Regions from separate parts of the Mus musculus genome. Here all the other regions are linked to region 2. Evidence: chromatin contacts called from public promoter capture Hi-C data. All regions are on one chromosome and are shown on one strand. The core of a region is the stretch at or near the end of the contact, and the rest is flanking DNA. Distances in the headings are between cores, read along the strand shown.

What was found. Promoter capture Hi-C pulls out the DNA fragments that hold promoters and counts their contacts.
Region 1: a promoter capture Hi-C map of embryonic stem cells shows a contact between it and region 2, with 2.5 times the contacts expected there. The contact joins the promoter of Pitpnc1 here to the enhancer-like site in region 2. A contact is called at or near these places in 5 of 39 promoter capture datasets (cranial neural crest, embryonic stem cells, hippocampal neurons and 2 more), 3 of 484 Hi-C or Micro-C datasets (cortical neurons and embryonic stem cells), 1 of 115 datasets of contacts at active chromatin or transcription factors (bone marrow-derived macrophages) and 2 of 9 other capture datasets (embryonic stem cells and macrophages).
Region 3: a contact with region 2 is called in a promoter capture Hi-C map of liver, with 4 times the contacts expected there. The contact joins two enhancer-like sites. A contact is called at or near these places in 2 of 39 promoter capture datasets (both in liver) and 1 of 484 Hi-C or Micro-C datasets (liver).

Annotation. Positions count from the first base shown.
Region 1 is chr11:107,468,579-107,472,986 of GRCm38.p6, forward strand. Pitpnc1 (phosphatidylinositol transfer protein, cytoplasmic 1) reads right to left here and starts at 2,142. Exons shown (of 9, transcript NM_001359616.1): 1 at 1,313-2,142. The coding sequence starts at 1,360.
Region 2 is chr11:107,042,830-107,047,820 of GRCm38.p6, forward strand. Bptf (bromodomain PHD finger transcription factor) reads right to left here. Exons shown (of 28, transcript NM_176850.3): 24 at 4,171-4,514; 25 at 804-996. Among named protein-coding and RNA genes, the nearest start is that of 1810010H24Rik, 19 kb to the left of the region's middle. Within about 2 kb of position 1,627, at least 59 of the 459 cell types and tissues checked have an H3K27ac peak or open chromatin away from gene starts, as enhancers often do. A contact at or near this core is called in bone marrow-derived macrophages, embryonic stem cells and liver, where this site is marked.
Region 3 is chr11:107,378,127-107,382,972 of GRCm38.p6, forward strand. The region is part of intron 1 of Pitpnc1 (phosphatidylinositol transfer protein, cytoplasmic 1); the gene reads right to left. Among named protein-coding and RNA genes, the nearest start is that of Gm11713, 30 kb to the right of the region's middle. Within about 2 kb of position 1,590, at least 33 of the 459 cell types and tissues checked have an H3K27ac peak or open chromatin away from gene starts, as enhancers often do. A contact at or near this core is called in liver, where this site is marked.

The DNA of each region.
Region 1 (4,408 bases), core at 892-3,391, 430 kb after region 2:
TAAGCTATCCCTCTCGGTCTTTGGCAGCCAGTGTAGAGTGTCAAGTGTTTTGTAAACTTCAGGCTACTTTGATCCTACCTTGGATTGTCCTAGGGTCTCACCTTAACACTGGCGCCAGATGCAGAAGGAAGATTGCCCCCACCACCACCACCCTGGGAGGTGGGGGGGGGGGCAGGGAGCCAGACATAGTCTGAGTAACACAAAAGCACAAGGCCCCTTTCACAAAGTAGTGAGTAGATCACATGTCTGATAGATTAAATGCACCGGTTTTAAATACAAATACGTCGTGGATCGCTGATTTCATTTGTTGCCACATCAAACCACAGGAGTCTTTCCCAAATTGCCTTGATTGGCTTCATGTTCTGGCTGTGTGTCCCTGGACAGACGCAAAGCACTTATGAAATATCCAAAGAGGTGGGGAGAAAGGGGAACGAAAAGGAAGCCCGGGCCGGAGTGACCCTCACTGAGTCACTGTTTCCTCAATGGCGGAGCTCGCGGATAGGGGGGACGGGGGGCGGAGAAGGAATCGGAAGAATGCAAGCTGACCTGCGCGTGGAGGCCGAGCCCTTGAGCGGGGAGCCCCCCACCCTGCAGCCCCGATACTCAGAGCCAGGAGGGCCCGGCCTGACGGCCTGGAGCGCCCTCCGGTGGCCGCGCCGCAGGCCCCACCACTGGGGCTCTTCCTAAGACCACGCTCCCCGCCGCGGAAGGAACGAGACACGCAGAAAGTTTCCGAGCCAGGCGGTCAGCAAAGGACAATCCAGATCGCGGAGGGAGCCTGGATGCTCGGCTGGGCAGGAGCCAGCGCCTAGACCGGAGGCGACAAGAAGTCGGGTTCTAAACGGACCCTCTCCAGGCCTCCCACATGCCCCCAAGGCGGGACTCTGGTCTGCAGATCCCACCCGCGCGGAATTTGTCCCTGCAAGCCCACCTTGTAAAGAGGACATGGGGACAGTGGCTACCACCACGGCCGGTTACCCCGATACTCCGGCTGCAGAGCATGCTTGGGCTCTTATACTCTGTGCATTTGCTTAATTGGAGGGAGGGGGCGCAACAGCTCCCTGTGACGCATTGTGGTCCCCAGGAATCTGATTCTAGATGTCCCCGAAGAGCTCACCTGGACTCCCCCGCCCCACCCCCACGCCGCCTTTCCTCTGCTGGGGTGACGAGTGGGAACAGCGAATCCCCTGCCTCCTCCCCCTCCAGCCTCCAGGTTTGGGCGCCAGGGTTTCCCCGCCGCACGCAGTGGACCCGCCGGCCGAGTGGTGGCGGCTGGGGACCCGGAGCGGGCGAGGCCGGGCGCGGTGCCTACCTCGTCCACGGTGAGCGGCATGCAGATTCGGTACTCCTTGAGCAGCATGTTCCTGCCGGCCGCAGACCTCGGGAAAGAAGGGGGCGTCCCAACAGATGAGCAAGGCTGGAGCCCAGAGGAGGGCAAAGACGCTGGGAACCGGCAAGCGAAGCAGCCCCGGTGGTGCGCTCAGCTCCTAACTGCCTCCGGTCCGCCCCGGAGCATGTCAAGCTTCGGGTCCCGGTGTCTGTGACTCCCCCGCCTCCTTCCTCGCAGAGATCAGCCCTCTCGGTATTGCAAAGTCAGGCACTGAGGGAGGGAGACCCGCGGGAGACAGCTCGGATCAGCAGCCCCGGGCTGGTAGGCGCGGCCACCAGATCAGGACATGCCCGGCGGCGGGCAAGAGAGGCAAAAGGAGGAGGAAAAGGGATTTCCACAAATTCAAACAAACGCACAAAAGTCTCCTCTGGATCCTCCTCCGAAAGCAGAGCTGAACCTGGCGAGCCCCCTTTTTCTCCTACCCGTCTACCGTGGGTTAATGTCACCAGGAACACATTGCCGCGGGAGCAGGCGATGCTGACTTTCCAAACAAAGGCTCGATGGGCTCCTCTCCCCGGGCGGTAAACAAGATTTCCTGCTCTTTTTTAGGGCCAGTCCCCGAGTCTCTCCGGAGCTCAGCTGAGAGAGAAAAGGGAAGCCGCAGCCGCCAAGGCTCTGCCCTGCTCTGGGCCCCGGGTGTCTTCAACCTAGGCGGTTGGCTGCCAGCGGCTTGCGCGCGTCCCCTCCCCCGAGTCCCTCGGCTCTGAGAGCGCCGTGCGTGCCCGTGAGTTTGCAGCCACCTCGCCGCGACTGGAGAGTCCGCGCCGAGCTGCAGTGTGCCTGGGGCAGGGAGGTGGGTGCGGGAGGAGCGAGAGCGACGAGGCTGACATCAGCAGCGGCCGCGGCGGGGAGGGTAGCCCCATCCGGCCAATGGGGAAATGGCAAAGAATGTGGAGGATTTAAACAAAACAGCATGTCTCTCCCGTCTGCTGCCAGACGCCAGGGCTGTCCCAGAACCTAGAACAGCTAACGCAAAGAGAACAGAGAATCGCAAAGAAGCTATCCTGGACTCTTACAACGTTGGATCTGTTTTCAAATGTAACCTGGGTGCCATAGGGCTCTCTACTTAGTCGCTTTGGAAACCGTTTCCAAAGTGCACTAGTGCCCCTTGACTTTGGGGCTGGGGGCGTGTTTACAAATGCTCACAGCGAACATTTTTTTCTCTCTGATGGAGTAAGCAAGGCCGGAGCAAGAGAAATGATGGTTTTAGAATGGGTTTTTCTAACATGCTCTCAAGGCGGAGTTCTGCAGCAGTGTTGGTGAAAACAGAGTAAAAATGCGTGCGCGCTCGCAACCACACACACACACACACACACACACAGAGAGAGAGAGAGAGAGAGAGAGAGAGAGAGAGAAGCATTGCCTGCTACCTCTTTCTCCCTGGCTCTCTGCAATCCCAACTGCAGGCTTCCCAGAGCAGAAAGAATAGGTTTTCGTGTCAGCACTCCTAAGTTCAAAAAGTCACAGTGAAATGTCAATAAAAATGCCCGGGGTGTTGGTATTTCATCCATATTAAACAGATCTCTCATTTTAACCACAAGAAGCACATTCTTTAGTTACTCAGGAAGCAGCATGTAACTGCTGAAGTCTGGTTTTCATTTGTCTGGCATTCGGTTTTGGTTTGTTTTTTTTTTTTTTTTTTTTTTTTTTTAGCTTGTTTTCCTAAAAATGGAGGAAAAAAGTGCATCCACTGCCTATAGGAGGATAATGTGTAAACATCACTGGCTCTCAAACATAGATGCATATGTTCACACAAACGTGTGTGTGTGTGTGTGTGTGTGTGTGCATTTGTGAGTTCTGGAGACCCACATTCACCCATAGAGCTTGCATTGGGCAATGCAGACTCTGCAGGCCTCAATGGTATAGTATGTTAAAATGATGCTCAATAAGTCACTAATCAACATAATGAGGGTGGGCTCTGGCTAATGTTGTCCAGATGACCCAAGTTTAGAGCTCAGGGAACATGATCCAGCCTGCTAGGAAAATGACACCCTAAACATAGCTTATATTCTGGTAAAGAAAGAAAGAAAGAAAGAAAGAAAGAAAGAAAGAAAGAAAGAAAGAGAGACAAAGAAAGAAAACTATTTTCTAGATAAATGCTTCCCAAAGTTGGCTCTGAAATATTTACAGCAGCTAATTAAAGGTAAACCAAACACCCTGAGAAATTTTGTTTTGTTTTGTTTTTGAGACAGGGTTTCTCTGTCTAGCCCTGGTTGTCCTAGAACTCACTTTGAAGTCCAAACTGACCTTGAACTCAGAGACCTACCTACCTGCCTCTGCCTCCCAAGTGCTGGAATTAAAGGTGTAGGCTACCACCGTCCTTCAAGGTAGATCATTAAATTTGACCTGATAGTGTTGAATTGGAAGCTTGTGAGACAAAAAGAACCCAAGATGATTTTTTTTTCTTTTTTCCTTTTAGCAGAATGGCACTTAATCATCTTCACAGTGGCTTCCTACTGTGTATTTCCAATTATCTCTAGACTGCTAATACTATCTAATGTAATGTGCATGGCATGTGAATAGTTGTTATATCGCATTGTTCAGAGAGTAAGGACATCTGCCATGTGTTCCGTACATTAGTGGTTTCTGAGTATGTTTTGATCCGTGGGACAGTGGATGCACTGACAGGGAACCCACAGACACTGCTGGCTGGCTGTACTTTTCTTTTTCTTTTCTTTTCTTTTCTTTTTTTTTGTTTTTTTCTTCTTTTTTTCTTTTTTTTTGTTTTGTTTTTGATTATTTTTTTCTTTTTTTTTTTTTTCTTTTTTTTCTTTTTTTTTTTTTTGGCTGTACTTTTCTTCCACCTCACATTACAAGGTGACTTTCCCCAGTATATTGTCTTTTTCTTTCTACTTGGCTTCCTTATTTCCCCGGTCTCACTAATAGTGTGCAAGCACAGCTTTAACCATAGCAACTTGAAAGCCTTTTGGTGACAACAGGAGGCTCCAGGCTCTAAGACCTTCTCTCCCACTTTAGTCCACGAGTATTTCTTAACACCAATGGCCTCAGAAGACCTTC
Region 2 (4,991 bases), core at 377-2,876:
ACAGTGTGTGTAAATATGTATGTATGTATGCATGCATGTATGTATGTATATATTAAATATAATATATATACTGCTATTATTCAGTTGCCTCACTGGATCAACAAACCTTGAAAATTCAAGTGAGCTTTACATTAGAGAAATGAAATTATCCACACAAGGTGATTTGGGTGATAGTCAGAGATTTTCTTTCTTTTTTCTTTTAAAAAAATTATTTATTTATATTTTATTTTATTTTATTTATTTTATGTATATGAGTACACTGTAGCTGTACAGATGGTTGTGAGCCTTCATGTGGTTGTTGGGAATCGAATTTAGGATCTCTGCTCTTTCCGGTCGGCCCCGCTCGCTCCAGAAGAGGGCATCAGATCTCATTGCAGGTGGGAGACAGCCAAGTGTGCTAACATAACGTCCTATATTGACACCCATCTCCATTACTCCCAATCTTCCCACTAGTGAGAAAATAACCAGACTTGATCAAACGGCTTTCTCATCTATGCCTACGTGATATACTTTTCTTCAAGAAATAAACTGAAAGGAAAGCAAATGGTGAGCACTCTTCAGTGTCAGGTAAGCAACAGTGGAGATGGCGCCTGTCTGTCAGTGTGTGATGAGCAACTGCGGAAGTGGCACTTTCAGTAAACTTCATGTCACCGGCACGTGCAGAGGTGCCCTTTGTCCAGCCCCTCCCTCTGGGGGCTGGGAGACAGCCAAGTACGCTCACTGGAGAATGGGAGGGTCAAACCTGCGTCCACAGTGAGGCAGCTGAGCTTCACCGTCAGATGCAGCGGTCAGCAGCCTCTCACCTGTAAGGAGCGCAGCACCCTCTTCAAGCCCTCATAATCTTTCTCTGTCAGTGGTGTGAGCACTGTCATGGCGTCCTCTGTCGACTGGCACTGTGGACAGACATACTCATCAATGAGATCTGCCTCACTTTGCAAGATGCCAACACAGCGCCCGTGGTACCAATTCTGACACCGATCACAGCCAATATAAAATCTGCAAGATCCAAAATGGAAATGTGAGGCCAAAGGACTGGCTGCTTCTGCTCAGACTTTGCTTTTACCCATCATGCAACTGAACACAGGCTAACCCCTGGGGTATAAGGTAATTTTAGCATTATTATTGTTTTACTACTTTTGAGAGCGACATTATTAACCAAGTACTTTAGATGTTAAGAACAGTTGTAAACATATTAAAAAGTATTGTGTGCTAATGGGGAACCAATCTGAAGAAAAGTGTGAAACATTTGATTGACTTTAAAGCTCAAAATAAGGCCCCAAACATCTTTCAACTAGTCCCAAATCAAATGAGTGTTCAGTCAGCGAGTTAGCAACAGCCCCAGCTCTTCCTAAAGGGTGCATCGAGCTGTACAGAGCACCGCTTCAGACACACAGGCTGTTTTCCTCACATTACTCTGTGACATAGTGAAAAATCAATTCTACCATTATAACCCCATTTCCCCCAGTGCAACTCAACCATTCACTAGGAAGCAACATACATTTTGAAGGAGAGGGAAAGAGGGAAGAGAGGAGAAACCGGAAAAGCTTTGTAACATAGGTGTATAGACACAGCAGAGAGGCCCTGCTTTTTCATTTTTAGGTAAGTGACCAATCGAGCAATGCGGCTTCCTGAATTGTCAAACAGACGCTCTTATCAACTCACTGTGACTCATCATAAGGTGTCCTGCAGATACAGTACAATTCCTCACTGCTGCCCTCTTGTGCCCGCTTACAATCATTACAGATGTACACATCCATTTTCTTAGCCTCCTTTTCTGTGATGCCAACACATTCTCCATGATACCAGTTAGTACAAAGATCACAGCCAATATAGAACCTAAAAGCATTCACAATGAAAATGACACTGTAGTTGTCATTTTGAGCTGCATGGTATGTAAATCTGTCTTCTCTACCCTGATTTGCTTTCTTACAGGATAATTTCTGCAATGAGTCAGCTAAACACCTTGAATGCACCAGTCTACCAGTGGCAAACACAGCATCTGACACTTGACCAAGGGTGGACACATCGTCACTCACATCCATTTCAGCAGACACACTGTTTAGTGAAATATGGGTCTTAAAACATACTGGAATTTGAAAAAAAACAAAAACATACGGATGGAAATGGCTTCCTTTTAATGAATGTGTGTGAAACTGTAACAGGCACAGAAACCAAAGCCAAAGAATCAAAGACTTACATCTGTCAAACCTACTCTACAGAAGCCATTTCAATACCAGGGCTATTTCTTAGATAGGTTTGAAAATGTATCTCACAAACTAAAATTGGAGACAAAGCAGAGTGCAAACACCAAGGACAAGTTACAGGACAGGACATGCAGGCCAGCCAGGTGGAGAGGACAATGTCACACGTGCTAGGAAGGAAACTAGGAGAGGTCCATGTATGTAGTCATTCCTGCTTACAGAGCCTGGGGAGGGGAGGGGAGGGGAGGAGCCCAGGCTTTGACACAAGGGTCTGGGGGAAACCAGCAGCTCTCTAAAGCATCTCTGTCCCTGCTGGTGGGAGCTGTGCAGGCCTGCATCACTCACAGGCAGCCAGGCTGGCCTTGCCATCACTGGTACCCTGCCCTCGACCAGGCTGTCTCTGCTATGTTAACCTGAGGAATGCCCGCCTCATGACTGTGAGGGAGTAACACACAGTGAGGTGCCTCAGCCCCCTCCCAGTGAGCCTTTCTTTTGACCTGGGATGCCCATACTCCCCTACTCAGGTGAGGACCTGGTGAGTTACTTTAAATGTTGCCTCTTGAAGGTGTTATGTGCGCTGGAAGGAACTTCAGAACCTAAGTTTCCAATTTTTAATAACTTTCATTAGAAGCTAGTGACACAATGCTCAAACCAGGCTGGTCTGGTCTGGTCTGAGATGTCAGCAAACACTATGACAGGGGGTGAATGAACCTGTTGTGTGGAAATGTCAATGGAAAACCAAAAAAAAAAAAAAAAACAAGAAGTGAACTAGCCAGAAACCATGGGCAGCGTCAACAGAACGAGCACATGTGTGTGTGTGCCTCATTTTAAGCAATGCCAAGATCCCAAGAAGGTTTCATCAAAGTTTGTGTCAGCTCAAAGCTGACCTTTATATAAAGTCGCATCTGTGGTGGGGTTCTGTGTCTCAGTAATCCTCTTGAGTATTTTACTTAAAGTGAGGCATACTTATTTGTACAGACTACAGGGCAGCGCTCCTTACATGATGGATATTCACCAATGAGGGACACATGCTGGGACGTGAAGATGGCCACACCCTGCTGAGCTCAACAGGGAGTGTGTCTCCCAGCAGAGCTTCCAGAGCTTCTGACTGACATTTGTAAACTGATGGTGACTTAGGACCCATGGAGTGGTCTCCACAGACCCACATGCACAGGCAGTAAGGATTTCTAACTCTGTTTTAAAAGTACAGTTAAACTGCTGGGTACTGTAAAATGATACTGTGATTCTTGGAAGCTTACAAACACTGTCCTACACCTGCATGTTCTAGACAGAAGTTAAATACATCACTGAATAATAGAAATAACAACAACAAAAACAAAACAAAACAAAACCCAAAACAATAAATAAAGAAGAAAAACAAGAAAGTATATTTATGGAGTAACATCTAACATCTCTAAAAATCTCATTCATGTCACCAAATACAAGTCATGACTGTCAAAAACAGCTTCCAATTGCCACGCTCATCATGTTCTGACTGCGAAACTCACAAAGTGGATAAAAGGAATACTTTTGTTTTTTGCTTTTGATTACAAATATCATGGAAACACAGACAACAATACTAACTTGCAATTTTTTTCTTTCTTTCTTTCTTTTTTTTTTTTTTTTTTTTTTTTTACAGGGACCTGATGAGGCCTCCTTGGACCATCCATTTTAGGATAGACTCTGAGATCTGGCCAGGGAGAGCTGGGACAGCAGCCTCTGCAAAATGCAGTGCTGGCAGATTAGGAGCGAGGCTACAAAGAACTTTTGGAAAGCAAAGAGGCCACAGCAAGCTTGTTTTTGACAGAAAAGGACATGGCTGAGGACAAGCAAGCCCGAGCGCCTGTGAAACAGCCCCCTAACTGCACTGATGCCAAGCACCTGGTGGAGCCCAGCCTCACACCTGCCCGCCCTCTCCCAGTGCTGCCAACTGCTTGCTCAACTACAAAGCTGGGGGACAGGCACGTACTTGGACTCATCGTACGGTGTCTTGCAGATGCAATATAGCCTGGTGTCCTTCTTGGCCTCCTTAGAGGTGGTAGAGATCATCTTCTTCTTCTTGGACTTAGAGTCCTTCTCTTCCTCCCGCTTCCTCTTCTGGGAAGTGACAGGCAGTGGGGCTGTGGGGTGGCCTGCAGGTGGCAGACTGTGTGTGGAGGGAGGCGGAGAACGAGGAGGAGCTGGAGGGGCTGCCGGTGCAGGCGCTGGCACAGGGGCTGGCACGGAGGGTGTGGGCACTGAGGCAGCATTGGCCTGTACCGCCTGGGCCATCTCCCTCTCTCGTTTCATTTTCAGGTCTCTTTTCAGCTCTTCCTGTGGTCAATTGAAGACAAACAAATAATCAACAGGGTTACAGGATGGGGCAACTTGGACAGGAACTGGACATTACCTCCACTTGCCAAATAGTTCTTTTTGTCTGTTTTTTGTTTTCCAAGACAGGGTTTCTCTGTGCAGCCCTGGCTGTCCTTGAACTCAGAGATCTGCCTGGCTCTGAACAGCAGTGAACAGAAAAAGAGATAAATTGTCCTTCTTTATCATGCTTTGTTTAGATTTAAGATAGGAGACCCAGGCATCAAAATATGCTATTTTCTAACTGGGTTCGCAGTCCCAGCACTCAAGAGAGAGAAACAGGAGGATCAGAAGTTATAGGTCTTCCTCTGTATACAATGAGTTTTAGGCTAGCAGAGCCTACTTGAGACCCTATCTGAAAACAACCCCTCACCCCACCCCCAACAAGCAATCCATCCAAAAGACACTATTTTCTTTATACAGCTTTGGCTGTAAGTTGAA
Region 3 (4,846 bases), core at 340-2,839, 340 kb after region 2:
AGGGGAAATGAACTGTCGATCCGGTCAGAGATGGAACCCTGGAGAACCCAGAAGGCTGTGCAGTAAACCTCCAAGAGGCTTGCAGAACTCCCCTGGCCTCAAACCTGCCGCATCAGCCTCTCCAGAGGACATTACCCTTCACCAGTCGGCTGTGGGGTGGGGGTGGTGGGATTCCCCTCTGCAGCCCGCAGGAAGTACCCATTCCCATACAGGCCACAGGAGCAGCGTGTCTGGACCAAGAGTTCAAAAAGGAAAAGTAAAGAAAAATGAAAGAGAAGGAAGAGGAAGGGAGGAATTGATGACGAGAGGGGTCAAATTGAAACAAGGCCACCCTTCCCCACGAAACACGGAACACCAGAAGCTGATGCCACAAGGGTAAGGAAAGGAAGGAGAGCAAGCAACCGGGTTCTGTGAGTCCAAGTTTCTCAGGGTACTTTGCTTTCTTAAAAATAGTAAATAAATAGGAATCCAAGATAAGGCATGTTTGTGGGGGGCGGGGGGAGGGGGACGGGGACGGGCAGGGGCGGGGGTGTTGGTTATCACGTAATCTAGCAATTCCGATTCTGGGCATATCACCAAAGGCAGTGGAAGCAGGGACTCAGGAGTTTGAGCATCCCGTTAAGGAAGCCGATAAAGAAGCCAGCCAAGTTCAGTGAGTGAATAAGAAAATGTGGTAGAGGAAGAAGGGAGGATTACTTGATCTTAAAAATAGGGCTGGGCCGGGCGGTGGTGGCGCACGCCTTTAATCCCAGCACTTGTGAGGCAGAGGCAGGCGGATTTCTGAGTTCGAGGCCAGCCTAGTCTACAAAGTGAGTTCCAGGACAGCCAGGACTATACAGAGAAACCCTGTCTCGAAAAACAAAACAAAACAAAACAAAACAAAACAAAAGGGCTAAAGAGATCGCTTGGTGGATAAAAGTGCACGTCCTTCTAGCCGGATGACCTGGGTTTTATCTCCAGAACACAGCAGGAGAGAACCAACTCCTAACACTTGTCCTCTGACCTCCACAAGTGCACATCTGTAAGCTCAGCTACCCTCCCAATGCACCCAACACACAGGAGCCAGAGCCATGACGCATCAATTAAGAGTTCTTATTTGAGTTCCCAAGCTCAGCTCCCAACACGGCGATAGGAACCTTACTGACACCTATAACTCTACCTCCAGGGGATCTGACGCCCTCTTCTGGCCCCTGACGGTACCTGCACTCACATGCTCATACCCACACTCGGACACACACATTTAATTACTGTTTATATCTGGCTGTAATTTCAAAAATTAAACACAACATGGGGCCAGACTTGGTTAACTATGCTCAGGTGTGGTTGAAGGTTACTGAGGATACTGTCTCAGTCTGTAAAATCATGACGGCCGAGATCGGTGCCCAGTGTGTACTTGAGGCCACAGCAATCTACTGAGCTAGCTTAAGAAAGGCTCCAGAGAACCTGGCATCTCCCCAGGACCTGCTGAGGGCCGGCTGGCAGGCCTCAGAGTCCACATTACATAACCATCGCGCTGCCAGCTTCCAGAGAGCATTCCAAACAACCGAGGTGAGCTGGGATAGGCTCCAGGCCCAGGACAGTCAACCGGTCTACGGATGCTGAGGGGGGCGGGGCCGCCTTTCGAATCCCCAGCGCTACTATTTGCTAGCCGAGCAACACAGCTTTTCTCTTAGATCTGAGTTGACTCAAACATTATTTCGAAAGCGGAGTTATCTTTTATCTTTTCCTTCTTTTTTTTTTTTTCCGTATTCTACTGGAAAAACAAAACAAAAGCAACAATAGAAAAACAAACAAACAACAACAACAAAAAACAACCCATGACTCCAACAAGAGAAAAATTCAGCCGGCAATGGCTCTTTGGAACCGAAGCTTTTCTCCTCTGATCTGTGGTTCTAGCCCCTTTCCTCCACCAGCAAGTTGTTTGGTGATCCTGTACAAGGGCTAGGGACAGGAAAGCATTTTCCTAGGGGAAATCACTTGAGCTCTGGAGGCTGACCCTAGAGTCCATGGGTCTGAACTCTGGCCAAGCATCTAAATAAAATGTCACGCTCCTCCACCCTCACATCAGCAGCCCCGGCGGAGCTGCTTACACTTGGCCTAGAAAGTTAGTCCTGACGGTTCACCGTGAAGTCCAGAGTTTGGCAGCTGACAAAACGTAAACTTTCCCCTCTTCAGATTTTGCAATTAACAGTCCCACCTAAAGTCCAGTCACTCCAGAAGAGCCGAGGGAAGCACCTCGTTGTGTGTGTGTGTGTGTGGGGGGCATCCTGGGAGCTCGGGTGCAGCCAGAGAAAACTCACACTTGTTTTGATGGTGTGAGTTTGCAAAACAGGAATGTCTCCAGATCAGAACAATGGGCTCTTTATCCATGGTGGTCAGGAGGAGTTTAACTTAATGGTGTGATTTTTTTTTTTAAAATGTATTTGTATATGGAAAAGTTGTAAGTAGCATTCTTTTTTTTTAATATTTATTTATTCATTTATTATTTGTAAGTACACTGTAGCTGTCTTCAGACATTCCAGAAGAGGGCATCAGATCTCATTACAGATGGTTGTGAGCCACCATGTGGTTGCTGAGATTTGAACTCAGGACCTTTGGAAGAGCAATTGGTGCTCTTACCGGCTGAGCCATCTCACCAGCCCCGTAAGTAGCATTCTTAATCTATAGTGTTTCCCACCCATACGCCCATTGAAGAATGAGTTGTACAAGCTACTGGTGTAGTTCAGTGGTAGAGTATTGATCTAGCACTCTCAAGGTACTTTGAGCTCTAGCATATAAGTAAATAACTCAATGTATAGCAGTCTACCTCAGAGCATGCCCTTTCTGGCACACTGCATGAGAGATAATAGAAATTTCCTTAATGTTCCTTCCTGCCCACAGCTACCACTCTAAATGCTTAGGTGCCCATAAGTCAACTCTTCCTCAGTGTGTGAGGACTGAGAACACACACTCCCTGTCTCCTTTCAGCCTCGTGTTTGTCGAATCTGCTTGTCCTTGGATAGGATGGAGAAGATGGGGTCTGGTGGTCCAGTTCAGTGTGCCAGCCAATGTGTTATATATATGGCCCTGGATCTGATCTCTGGCAATTCAGGGATCGGGGATTCGGGGATGCAGGGGAGGGGGGCGGGGGAATGGAGGGAGGTGAAAGGGAGGGAGAAGAGAGAGGTATAAGAAAGGAAAGGCCAAGGTGAAGTGGCCAACCCCTGAAAACCCCAACACAAAGGCTAGCCTTGGCTACATAGTAAGTTTGAGGCCAGCCTGGGAAGCATGAGATCCTGTCTCCAAGGAGAGAAAAACTCCCCTTTTGCTTATGATTCCAGAGTCCCTCTGGGTCTGGAAGCATGACATGAAACAGACATGAGGCAGCAGAACTCTGGGACAGTCTCAGACCAGCCCTGTCCTCCTTAGGATTCTGTGGGAGACAGAAGCTCAGTGAAACTAGAGGCAGACCAGATTGAAAAGGAGGACGAACAAGCAAGGCAGCCTGTTAATGCAAGCACACGGAGCACCATGAGGGTATCAGACTCTTCCCTTCGTCCATAAGAGCGAGTTCGGCTCACACAATAAGCACCATCAATACATACTGATATATATATATACTAAGATAATATACTATATTCTAAAACACTGCCAAGATTCTGAAGAACGTTTTTGGGCACATTTAAACAGCAGCGTGACCGTAAATTATGTAAAGGGAGAATTTTCTTACTTTGTTTCGCAAGAACCGCGATAAAACCTGCTGGCGGCAGAATTTAGTGCTTTACAACGCTCACATGGTAAAGCTCCCGTTTAATCAATGGCGACTTTGGATGCTTTATTTTGTGCACCTCGGAAACATCACCAAAAGAACAATTTTAATACTGCTTCTAAATTCAATTAGAGCAGTCACATCTTTGCGACAGGGGAACACTTACTCACAGGGCCGTTCTTTAAGGCACACGTTATTAAATCCCACAGTCCTTTAATCCACACGGCAGACTAAAGAACTTAAGCTGCCCCAGAGATGCCATCCTCAGGCCGGGGCGCACACACTGCGATTCTTTTTACTCTTGACATCTTCAGAGTCATCTTTAATAATTTCCCCCTCTCTCCGATGTCCCTCGCTCCCGACACTGCCTCTGCAAGTTGTTTCTTCTCCCAGCTTCTGAGGGACTCCCAGGCTCTGGAATCCAGCTCACTGCCTGGGGGATACAAAGACGCAAAAACAAAACAAAACCAAAAAAAACCACACACACACCCCCAAACCCAGGGGCGATGGGAGCTTCTGCGTGTTCCACCCGCTCCACGCAATTCCCACTGTGGTCCCGGGGAAAGCTCCTGGGGTTGTTTCCTTTTGTTGGGGTGGTGCGCTAGGAGACGGACGCACACAGACACGCGATGAGGTGCTGTAGCCACGTGGTTAGATGGAGGCGCTTGTGGCTAACAGCCTGGGTTCAAGTCCTGCCTCTGACTCTCCCCATCAGGACTCATCTGGCCTGAGTTCCCTATCACCCTTTTCTTAAGGTAAGACTCCTAGACGTAACCATCTTTTTTTGACACAAGGTCCAAGGGTCAAAATAAAATGAACCCCGGTAGTCTTGACACTGAGGCTATTCAGCAGGTTGCTTGCCTAGCATGTACGATGATGCCCTAGGTTCAATCCCTAGCACTACATAAAGCCAGTCTGGCGGTACATGCCTACAATTCTAGCACTCTGAAGGTGACGTTCAGGGCCATCCTCGGCTACGTAGGGAAGGTCCATCCTGGGCTACATGAGACACTGCCTTCCCTCTTATTTCCCTAGACCTTGCCATTTTGTGTGTCCCCCTCCGCCGGTCCAGACTAATTGGTAGAGTAAGAGCCAGCA